Regions from separate parts of the Triticum aestivum genome. Here region 1 is linked to region 2. Evidence: chromatin contacts called from public Hi-C data. All regions are on one chromosome and are shown on one strand. Each heading gives the region's core, a stretch centred on a gene start, on an enhancer-like site or on the middle of the called end of the contact. The rest is flanking DNA. Distances are from core to core; before and after follow the strand shown.

The links. A called contact is a pair of places that touch in the nucleus more often than the background predicts.
Region 1: a Hi-C map of leaf shows a contact between it and region 2, with 6 times the contacts expected there. The contact joins the enhancer-like site here to the promoter of LOC123188087 in region 2. A contact is called at or near these places in 2 of 5 Hi-C or Micro-C datasets (both in leaf).

What each region holds. Positions count from the first base shown.
Region 1 is chr2A:150,026,386-150,032,547 of IWGSC CS RefSeq v2.1, reverse strand. No RefSeq gene overlaps it. Among protein-coding and RNA genes, the nearest start is that of LOC123191601, 49 kb to the left of the region's middle. Within about 2 kb of position 2,642, at least 8 of the 8 cell types and tissues checked have an H3K27ac peak or open chromatin away from gene starts, as enhancers often do. A contact at or near this core is called in leaf, where this site is marked.
Region 2 is chr2A:149,848,517-149,854,865 of IWGSC CS RefSeq v2.1, reverse strand. It overlaps LOC123188087 (glutamyl-tRNA reductase-binding protein, chloroplastic), which reads left to right and starts at 4,061. Exons shown (of 12, transcript XM_044600123.1): 1 at 4,061-4,421; 2 at 4,559-4,624; 3 at 5,344-5,430; 4 at 5,959-6,057. The coding sequence starts at 4,206.

The DNA of each region.
Region 1 (6,162 bases), core at 1,393-3,892, 180 kb before region 2:
AAGTGAAAGCTTGGTTATCTTGTAACTTTCAAATGAAAGGCATGTTTGAGACTTCCTTTTTTGGGAGTGGAAATACATAGTAAGTGTAGCGATACATTTTTCATGGGAAATTGCAAACCTCTTAAAATACCTTGATAAGGGGAATCATACTTAGTGAGGAATTATGTTTGAACTCCTGAGGAAAATTGGGATACTTAATGGTATTGGAATTTGTATTAATTTTTTTTATACTATGAACCTTAGCTACCGGAATTTATTGGTGCATTCAAGTAATGTAAGGAAATATGTGTGGCTAAGGGAATCTCACACATCATATGAGATTGTGGAATGTGCATCACAACCTGTCAACTATTCTTGAGTTTTTGGTTAAAAGTAAATACATTGAGGAAGTTAGCATTGTATACACTAGGTGTGGAATGATTAAACTCAGGTACGTATATTTCATTTATTTGTATAATAATTCTAATATGGTGCAGATTCACTGACTATAGTCAGGAATTGTTTTCAACACATGTTTACACATGGAACTTCATTTATTGATTAAATATGTTTCAGCCAAGTGAGAGATGTTGGATAATTATGTGGCTTTCAACATTTATTCAACATGACTATTATTTATTTAAATCAACTTGGAATTATTCATATTATTAATATTTGTGACGGGGAATAACTGATGCGGAATTTCACTCGAGGAAGTAAAACTCGAGGTGCCGAGGACGACTGTGATGGAATACAATAGAGGAATTAATAGGGATCGACTCTACTGGAATTTATATGTACGTATGTATTTTCCTGGGACATCACAGGGTGGAAGAGCTGGGTTTGTTTTGCAGGATCGGCTCTGCAGGCTGTTGACCCACATGCTTAAGATTGGAAGTTGATCTCACATATACAATCTAATCATGCACATGACTCACACATGTGTGCTAATGACTAATATATTTAGACTCGGAAAACCGGCATGTTTTATCGTGGTTGGTAACATTGCCTAGGAGTTGTACGGATCTTTCCGGAAACAGGTGGAATAATAAAACGTCTAGAAGTGGAGTCTATAAATAGGTCCCTACCCTTTAACCTCAATATGCATTGTGAGCGGCACCACGAAAAAGGCAGAGGAATTAAAGGGTAGACCGCATAGCCCACAATTTTCAACATGGGCGTCGTCCAGTTTCATGTTTACAATCGGGCCGGGCTTACAGTTTTCCAGCCTGACGCCTGTCGCCCTCCCTTTCCTCCCAAAAATGAACTTATACAGACAAAAAAAAATGAACTTAGACGCTCAGGCCATTATTCTTCCTGGGCAAACACTAAGCGCAAATTTTTTGACAACAAACACACGAACGGTTCAACTGCGCTGTAACTCAGCGAAACGCACGGTTCGGAGTTCAATTCACCATCTTACCGTTTGCATGATACCGTTGGTGCGTCGTCGCAGAAAATGATACAGTTGGTACGGTTGCCCTACCTCGACAACTCAGCTGTGGACCGATGCTGAGCAGCTGCACATGGCGGCCACATGGTCCAATCATTCCACCCTTCGGATCGCTCACCCAATTAACAACCTGGCGTCTCCAAACAAACCTTCCAAGTAGTACATGTACGTACCACACAAAAAATGAGAAAAATCCCCGAGACTGTTCTTCAGAAAACAGAAGAGGCCTATTTGGTTTCCAAATTGCATTGCTCGAAGATCTTAATTCATTTTTCACCTCTTCGTACGACACAGAAGCCAGCAGTTCCGTGTTTGAATAATTGATGTTTTGCCGGTCGCAAATGCGGAGCGTGCATCAAATCGATCTTCATATGGCAAATTTGACGTTGAACAGAGTTAATTTGGTACTTTAGTTTCATTTGTATACTGAGGTTTTTTAGCACGAAATTTCCTGAAGGAACATTTGGTGATGCGAAACGCAAAGATTCATCATCTCAACAGCATGCATGCATCAGAACAGTCAAGACTTGGTGTTTAAGCTGGAGAGAAAGAATCAAATAAATGGTCTCATTCATAGCAAGAACAAGAGAGTAAGTACATGATCACCAACACAAAGAATGGCACGCCGGCGCACGCACGTACTCGACACCTCCCACACCACCGCGACCCATACATACACGCACGCACGCGCCCACACCTCACACCCCGGCACGAACACACGCACACACACCAAGAACAATAAACCAAGAAGGACAAGACCAAGAAGGGTCACACGCCACGCTACGGAGAGTCGACGACGGATTTAGCAGAAGAGGTATCCGAAGGCGGCGGCGGCGAATGAGGCCGCGGCGAGGGGCACGGCGGCCGCGGCGTCGGAGGCGGGCGCCGGGGCCGGGGCCTCGGCGGCGGCCGCGGAGGCCACGAGCGCGGCGGCCATGGCGGCGACGGCGACGAGCTTCATCCTGAGACCGGCCATTGGCGACTTGACTTGGTGGTTCCTGGTGCTGGGAGGAGGAGGCCGGAGGGGGTCTCTCGCTGCTGCTGCTTATTCGGCTGTGAGATCTCTCTAGGGGGGAGCTAGAGAGATGCTGCACGCGGATGAGGGAGAGGGCTTGAGAGTGGCGGCTTGGGAGGTGGGAGGGAGAGGAGGGCGGGGGTGCGGCTTATATAGCGGCGGGGCGGGGAGGTCGCGTAGGGTTGTGGGAGGAAGGGGAGAGGGGTACGGCTGGCCGTCTGTTGGGTTGGGTTGGGTTCCGTCCGGGCGTGCCGCGTTTGGTGGCCGGTTGAGCTGGCGTCCGTTACCGTTGCCGCCGGGATCCTCTCTGACCGCGCCCGTTGGAGCGCGTCTCCGGGTCTCCGTGTGTGTGTGTGTGTTGGCTCGGCGTTCATCGACGTGCGCGCCGCGCTTCCGGGTTTCTTCCTTGAATTGGATGCGTGTTCTTGGATGACTTGAGGGGGGAATTTCTACTTACTCCATGATAAGTATGGTTGGCACGTCTATTTTCCAATAACATCAGCGACTTGGAGGCCGTGGAGCACCAACGAGCACGCACTTCACATTTGCATGTCGTCATAAAAGTTAGTATTGACGTGCCAGTAACAAGAAGTACCAGTTATAAACACGGAGAGCCTAGAGGCGAAGACTTTGGTCGTGTACGCCTTATTAAATGGCTTTTGAGTAAAATGCGGACCGGTCCAAGTATTATTATCTCTCGAATTAGGTTTTCGCCTAACATATTTACATGAGTTTTATATGGTTTTAGTGCATTTTTATAATGTTTTTATGGACTAACATATTAATCCAGCGTTCAGTGTCAGTTACTGTTTTTTTTGCATATTTTTTGTTTCGCGAAAAAAACATACCAAACAAAGTCCAAACACAATAAAAAAATTACGATGATTTTTTGGAATGAAAGAGACCCAGAAAATTTCGGGGGGAGGGGGAGCCGGAAGGTGCCCGGGGGGACACAAGCTCAGGGGGCGCCCCCTAGGGCATGTCGACCAAGCTTGTGGGCCCTCGGTACTCCATCCGGTGTGAATCCAACGCAAAAAATCCTATAAATACAGAAACCCCCGTAAAGTAACATAGAACTTCTCCTCCGCCGCCGCAAGCCTCTGTACCAAAGTGAGTTCATCTTGAGCCTTTTTCCGACGCCCTGCCGAAGGGAGAAGCCATCACGGAGGCCATATTCATCATCCTTGTTGTGCCTCCATGGCGATGCCTGAGTAGTTCATCCTCGGGGCCGAGGGTTTGTACCCGTAACTATGTGTTTGATCTCTCTCTCTCTCTCTCTCTCTCTCTCTCGTGTTCTTGATTTCGCATGATCTTCATGTATCATGATTTTTATCAATATAATTGGATCTTATGATGTTTTTCTCCTCTATCTCTTTTTGTGGTGAATTGAGTCTTGCTCTTTGAAGTTTTATGTTGGATTGAATATTTTGGATTTGAGATCACTTGGTGCATGTCTAACTCATGGATTCCCGTGGTGACATTGGCGTAATTTAGGTGACATAAGAGTTGATTGATATGTATCATATGATTGATACGTATCATAAGAGTTAATTTAGGTGGCAAAGAAGAGAACTATGTGCGACACTTTGGGGGTGGTTCAATAGATTAATTCGAAACACAATTTTGAGGTGGTTTACTACCTACGTGATTTCATCCTACTTTCTTCGATAGGAATAGAGACTTTGAAGTGATTCTTTGCCGCACCTTGAGGGATTATAATATGATTCAATTATGTTAGTAATGTTGAGAGACTTTTTTTATGGGAAAGCCTTCATGGCTAGCTTTATTAACTCAAATCAAACTTACATCATTTGCTAACAAAGGAATACTAAAGCTAGAGGTGTATCCAACCACAAAGTCGGTGGATTACTCCTCCCAAACCTAGCTATCTCATGAGCAACCATGTTTGACTCCCTGTTACAATGTTCAACAAGTACCTTCCTGAAATTTGAAAGTAGACTTCGACATTCTGTAGCGATCCGACCTGAACGGTCAAATCTCTATGCATAAGTGTCATCCCTGGATCGGTAATGCTGACACACACAGTACTTGAAGGATTTATAACATAGTAGCAACCACACACCTATTACATCAAATGTCTCAAAAGAGAACTTATTACAGTAAATAAGGCTTAAGGCCATCTAAGTAAGATAACAACGGAAGGCTTGGAAGATAAAGTGAGTCCATCAACTCCAACGGCATAGCTGAGTGCACGACAAACGACCTATAGCACCTTACTCGTCGTCTGAAAAGTCTGCAACATGATATGTTGCAGCCGGAAATGAGTCAGCACATGGAATATGCTGGCAATATAACATAGTAGAGCAATGAATGGATAAATGCTATCACTACATGCATTTATGGCTGGTGGAGGCTCTATGGTTATATTGTTTTGCAAAAATCCATTTTTTTCCTACAACAAAGGAATATGTTTTATTTAACTATCAAGGTAGTTGAAACATCATTGAGCAGGTTCCTCCAACTCAATCCCAATTAAAATAGCCATTAACACCCGTCAAATTAATTTAGAGTGATGAGATCAAATCAATAATTCAAGTACCAGATACTCAAGATGTCCATAATCGGGGACACGGCTAACCATGATTAGTTTATACACTCTGCAGAGGTTTGCGCACTTTTCCCCACAAGACTCGATCTCCTCCATTGGATTTCTCGCACTACAAGGTGTTTGAGAAATGGATGACCGAGACACAGTTTTTCATAAGCATTAACTCTTTACCTTGGGTGGACAGTTACATCTACTTTCCCCTACATCTGCTAGCCCACCACTGAAAGAGATCACGCAACATACTCAACTATGCCAGAGCCCATAATGGCTTGTGGTTGCACACGAAAGTTTTTAGCATGAATAATCTTATGATCCCTTTGAGCGTGGGTGGCGAACCGTAGGATGATCACATGGGTACTCCGGGATATCCTTGGACAACACTGGATTCTCCAGGTGCCCACAAGAAATCCACCCAGATGTGTATTAAAATTACCACCTTAAGTTGAACCATTAATTAACAACTCACATCTGTCATGGTTACACTCAAACCCAAACCACGTCTACGGGCATAGCATGACAATATAAGCATAGCATAGAAGTAACTCCCAAGGGTTTGATAATAAAACAGGTAATAGGTTCTACCTCATCAACTACTTCCCAGACCCACATGTTAAGAGATCCTACTCATGCAATGTGTGAGGGTTGAAACTAATGCGTAAAAACTGGGTAATAAAGGGGTATGATCAAAGTGTTACTTGCCTTGTTGACGATCTACAAATCCTAGAGACTCGTAGTAGCACGCTTCGCACTCTGGGAATTCTAACACAAACAAATAATAGCATACATAAGCACTCAAGTAAAGATGCACGGATAAAACTCAAATAAAAAGATCTAACCAGAAAGTTCAACTGAAGAACTCCGGTTTGCAAAAAGAATCAAATCAAACGGAGCAACGAAACTCAAACTACGAAAGAAACAAGATCCATTTACTAATCTAGACTAAAGTCAAATTTTACAGTACCAAAATCTTGTTCAAGCTGGTTAAACAGAAAGAGGACTTCGAGACGAAGATCTAGGCGCTTGTTTCACCTGATTTGGATAAAGGAGCAAAAAGATAAACTAGAACGAAGATTAGGGCAGAAATCATGATCGAAATAATCGCGGAAAACCCCTGGAAAATAAAACAAGACAACAGGCTAACGAACG
Region 2 (6,349 bases), core at 2,812-5,311:
GTTTCTTTCTTGTCTCTCCTTGCTTTTATTTGTGTTTTTCTTATTTTTCATTGGTTTTATTTGAATTTTTTCCTTTTGGTTTTAGCTTCTTCTCGGTTTTGCATTGGTTTTCTCCCCTTTTTCTTCATTTTTGATGGATCCCATCGGGTTGTTTTGTTTCTCTTTCCATATAGAACAGAAACATTTTTTATACATGTTAATATTTTCCAAATACGTGAAACAATTTTCATATACAACTAAAACAATTTTCGTTTACACATTGAATATTTTATAAATATGTCATTAACATTTTTCAGACATATGTTTTTATATGCACTTTCTTTTTCGTACACACTAAACATTTTCATAGATATAAAAAATTATATCACTTTCAAATTTCCAAATACATTATTAATATTTTTTGACATCTAGGAGCATTTTTTGAAATCATCGATATTTTAAAAATCCGACAACATTTTTTGACATCTAGGAGCAAATCCGAGAACATTTTTTGACATCTAGGAGCACTTTTTGAAATCATCGATATTTTAAAAATTCATGAACGTTTATTGAAATCCAAGGACACGTGTCAAATTTATGGACATTTATTGAAAATCGAAGAACATTTTTAAAATTCATAAACATTTTTGAAATACGAATAAAATTTTCAAATTCATTAAAATTTTGTTTTGAAAATCCGAGAACATTTTTCCAAATTCTTAAAAATATTTTAAATTCCCAGTTTTTTTAAAAAAATTGGAATATTTTTTGAAATATGTGAACATATTTTGAGTTCGGAAACTTTCTGTAAAAATGTTGAACAAAACTTTCCAATTTAGGATTCATGAATATGTTTTGAAGTTTACAACTTTTTAAAACCCCAAACGTTTTTTCCAGTTTGGGTTCCTAAATTTTTTCCGAAGCTAAACAGACCGCCTGGCCCAGCACAGGGCTAAGGTGAAGTGCGCGATTGCTGGGGGCGGATCCTATTAGACGCTCTTTGTCCAATAGCAAGCCGACGCAAAGGGGGATCGGCACAGGGCCAGCCCACTCGAAAACAACGAACCTAGCCATGTAGCGCGACAAAAAGTGCAGGTCGTAGGCAGGAATGATTAGCCACAGATTATAAAGTGTTTTGAAATTTCAAACACGTTTTTTTTGAAAAAACTGAATAGTTTTTGAAACACGAACATTCTTCAACATTATAAGCAAAATTTAGAAAACATGAACAATCTTAACAAATTGGAACACATTTTGAAATTTTCAAGAATTGACTTGTTTAGAAAACATGGACAAAATTTTAAACTCTCAACTTTTAATAAAACACGAACAAACTTTGAAATGGTGAACATTTTTTTGACAAGCATGAACAAAATTTTGAAACTTTGACTCATTTTGAAAACATGAAGAAATTTCAAAATTCTGAATACTTCGAAAAATGCAAACAATTTTTGTCAAAGTGAAATAAGACCCTGTTTGGTGATCCGTCACTCCACCACTCCGCTCCCAGAGCTGTAGTTAAAAAGCACAGAGCTGGGAAACGGATGCCCTGCAGCTCCTCGTATTTTTAGGAACTGGAGTGACTCCGAACAGGACCTAAATTTGGAATTTTCAAACATTTTATGAAACGGGATTTTTATGAAAAATGAGAAGAAAAAAATTACAAAAATTGTTTGAAAACCTGAACAAATTTTGAAACTCTGAACATTTTTGGAAACATGAACAATTTTTGAAATGAAAACCATATTTGGAAAACATGAACAAAATTTGGTAACTTCAAACTTTAAAGAAAACATGAAAAAAATTTCATAATTCTGAACTTTTTGAAAATTATGAACAATTTTTTATAACATCAATCAAATTTAGATTTTTTGAACATTTTTTGTAAAAAGCAACAAATTTGCTGAATATGTTTAAAAAAATTGCGATTTTTTAAAAGGCAAAAAATAAAATGTGGACTTGAAAAAGAAACAAAAAATGAAAAAATAAACAGAAAAAAGGAAAACCGAAAAAAGAAATGACACAGGAAAAATAAAAAAAATAAAAACCTAAACACAAAAGAAAACCGTAAAGCCGGTTAAAAACAAAAAAGCGGTTCAGTGAACCTTCTGGACGGTTCCGAAAACCGGCTGCCTTGCTATGGGGATGCGGGCCGGCCAAATTTTCGCGTTGGGGGATCGCCTGTGCAAATGCTCGACAGTTTGACGCATTAAGCGTCAAATAGGATTTCCCTCGTAATCGGGCACCGATTGATGCTATGGGCGCTCGCTAGCGAGGCATAGCGGGTCGGCTTAACACCTGCTCAAAAAGGAAAACCGAAATAAGAATATAAGGGAGATTTTGGATTTGAACTCAGCACCTCACGTCTGCAGCCTAACACAATAAACCACAGGACAAACTTGCTTTCCAATCTAATTACAGAAAACAATGTAGTTAACCTTGATTTCAATAAAACATTAACTTAAATTTGAAAATTACTTGAAAAGTTCCTCAATTTTTAAGTGAAGTTCACAAAAAATTGAAAAAAGTTCATCAGTTTTTTTAAAAGTTTATCAAATTTGAAAAACATTCATCAAATTCAAAAAAAGTTCATCGATTTGGAAAAAGTTCATTGAATTTGAAAAAAAAACCATAAATTTGAAAAGAGTTCATCAAATTTAAAAATAATAGTTTTTTAAAAATGGTTATTTGGAAAAAAGTTAACGAATTTGAGTGAATGTTCATGGATTTTGGAAAAAGATTTATCGATTTGAAGAAAAAGTTAATGAATTTTTAAAAGAATCTTCCCATTGAAGAAAACTGGAAAAGGGAAAAGAAAAAAGAAAAACTGAATGAAAACGTCAAGGAAAAAACGCCACAAACTAAAGAAAGAAAAAAAGAAGAAAAATTCGTTTATTTCATAATGGGTGGAATAGCCGGGTGGTTAGTGCCTTTCTCTTCGATAGCAGAGGTACCGAGTTCGAAGCCGGTACGCTAACTGGCATTGCTGGGACCAAGTAGTTAGAGCATTACTAGTAGAACCCTCAAACCCTCACTAGCGTTTTAAGGGTCCAAAAATGATCTTTTTTGCACTTTTACGGGTTGAAAAATAGGGGCAAAGATTAGAACCCTCAAACCCAACCCTTATAACGGAATATTCCCCATGAACGACGTTGTCGTTGCGCGCGGGAGGTCGACGGGGCGGCCGCCGTCAACGGGGGCGACTAGCAGCGGCGGTCGCGGGCGTGGGCGCGGGAGTTGGGAGGATTTTTTCCTCCCGCGCGAGTATAACCGCCAAATGAGGGTTAGGGTAAGTTTTACTCCCCAACCCTTACTTTTGAGGATTGGGAGAGGGTTTGAGAGTTGGACCTTTAAATTTTTTTGAGGGTTTGAGGGTTAAGGGGTTCTAGTCTACGGCTTTTTTTCAATCAAACCTGTAAATAAGCAGTTATTTTTAGGGGTTTGAGGGTTTAAGGGCTCTACTAGTAATGCTCTTAACGGGTACGTCTTTAAGGGATACACCACTGGCATGCGCCAGCGCTTAGCGGCCGCACATGTCACGTGATGGGTGTACCTATGGAACATATTTTTTTGCACGCATTTTTTAGTCTTTTTCGTGTTTTTGTTCTGATTTTTTGAGTTTTTGGGTTTTGTTTGGGTTCTCCTAGGTTTTCGTGAATATATTTTTTACTTTCTTGCGATTATTTTTCCAGTTTTTGGTTTTCCTTTTTTTTCTAGATTTTGGTTTTCGTTTTTTTGTTTTTCATTTTTAAAATTTATGGCTTTTCTGGTTTTTTGTTTTTTCTAACCCGTTAATATGGATCTATTTTCGAAGATTTCGTTCTGCGAAATGCAACGGTGAAACCGGTTGGTGTTTGGAAGCACAGTTTTAGACATAAAACATTTTGAGAAATCGAACGAATAAAGAAAATTCAGGTTGCGACAAATGTCACACATGCAGTATGCAAGTTGTCACCATGAAAAAAAGATGAGAGTGAACCTTGCAGAGAATTCCTCTGACTAGTGATTTTGACGATTGCTCGCTTTCCGCCGAGTGACGGCGTGGAACAGGGGCTCCCCATGTCCACTCAGCCGGCCCATCTGGGAAGCATTCGCCGGGCCGGAGTGCTCTTCTTCCCCACGCTCGCGTGTGCGCCGTGCCGAGCGACGACCAAGCGGCCAGCGAGGCGCCCCGCTCCGCGCGCACACACACAACCCAGACCCACACACACCAAGGCGTGCACGCAATGAGGCCCTTCCTGCCCACGCCGGTGGGCGCCCAGCTCGCGTCGCTCCCCTCGCCGTCAACGCTCTCGCGACTGCTCCGCCCACTCCACCTACAAAACCGCCATGCTCACGCCATCCCCGCCCCCACCTCCTCCTCGTCGCCCCTCCTCCACCCTCCCCGCCGCAGCAGTGGCCGCCGCGGCGATCGCTTCCTCGCCTCCTCCTCGCCCTCTCAGGTCTGCCTGGCCTCTCCGCCCCGCCGAATTCTACCTGTTTGAGAATAGTCCCGGACCCCAAGTGTTCGATGGAATGCCTCCCCTGCGGTGATTGTGGATTTGGCTGATGGCGCCCCGCCGTTCTGTTTGTCTTGCAGATGGCCGCGCCTGCCGATGCCCCCGGAGGATCCGCGGACGCCTTCGAGGTGATCCGCGCTCACCAGGTGCGGCCCTTGGCCTTGGCCCTGCTTAGTGATCATGTAGTACTCTTTACTATGTGATAATCTGAGGACGCGATAGCTGTACAACTTTGAACACGAAAAATTGGGTGCTCTGCTCAGTATCATGGGGAATTTCACTTTCAGAAGCATGTGTTGAGTATATGTTAAGGAGTCTGATAGATTATCAGGAGGATTAAACAGTAGTCTGGAATAGGCTTAAACTTATGGACCCCCTTAGCTGGCGAACGTTTACCATGAGGTAGTCGGTGCTTTTCTTTTCAGAACCATGTGCTTGGTACGTGTTTATGGGGACGGATTAATTACCAGGAGGGTTACTGTGAAATGGGCTTAAAATTGTTCCCTGGTAGTGATTTTCTTCAACAATTAGTATGACGTTCATCATCAACAATTAACAACGACATGCAGAGTTTTCCTCCACGATAGTCAACATATTCCAATATCGTGGGAGTTTTTTTTATCTAACCACCATCAACCGGATCAACTTTGCAAAATATGCCATTTTCTGTTCCTATTAGATATTTGAATGATCAGCCTGTGGAACAAGTACATGCAACATTTATGACAGCTCTGAACAAATACCTTAACTAACAAGTTACAAAGTTGTCTTGGATTTTAATTAAGAGGAACTCTAAACATTGTAGGTTTTAATCTTTTGCCATCTCAAGGTCTTTCTTATTCACTCAACATCATCATGATTATAGGTAAAAGCTGCCCGGCTTCCTCCTGTTGAAGAAATACGAACCATTCTGGACCAAAGTGTCAGAGGTGTTCTGGCTACCCATTCTCAGGTATGCTAGAAGCATTCTTGTATTTGCAGTCTAGTGAGCATGCATTTGCCAGTCTTTTCCTGTGTCGTCTTTTTTAGAATTCTATTGAAACTGGTGAGTACTGATTGCCATGTGGATATGTAAAGGGCGGGCCTGATATTTTTTCCATTAACAGCTTCTCTTGATTATTCAAACTTAACTTTTTTGCTTAAACCTGCTTGATAACTCCACTTTTCACTTCTCGCTGAAATGTGGCATGTGCTTGGCAAGGTACCTGTCAGATATTTAGTACTCCCTCCGTAAACAAATATAAGAGCGTTTAGATCACTATTTTAGTGATCTAAACACTCTTATATTTCTTTACGGAGGGAGTACATCGTGATATGTAGCTTTTTACCATGCCATACTGGCTGGGATTGTCACCTTCCAGTGTGTGCCTTTTCTGCTTTGTGAATGGCAAAGGCAAATTATATTTTTCTTCTATCTCCTTCTATTGCCAATTGGTTGATTACAGGAAAAGAAAATTATAACATGTCATTCTGTTAACAGGAACATGTGGGTTATCCATCTGGTTCAATGGTTGATTTTGCGTGCGATCAAGATGGTTCCCCCATATTAGCAGTGAGTAGTTTAGCAGTTCACTCAAAGGTATGCCAGTATTGTGCTCTCATGATTATGTATACATGTAATACTACCTGTCGACACCGTTCTACACGCATGACCCTATGCATTTAGTGACTTAACTCAAACACACATGATAACACTGACAATAGCAGGAGTACTGACACATAAACACGGACATAAAAAACAAAATGGACAGACATGAAAAATATAAAAGGCATGGACAGTGTTCTATGAAAAGAATAGGGTGCTGGTCTATAATCTACTAAATTCACAATAGCTTCTGATAGTTATGTCTTTTGTTGCCACCATTTTGCAG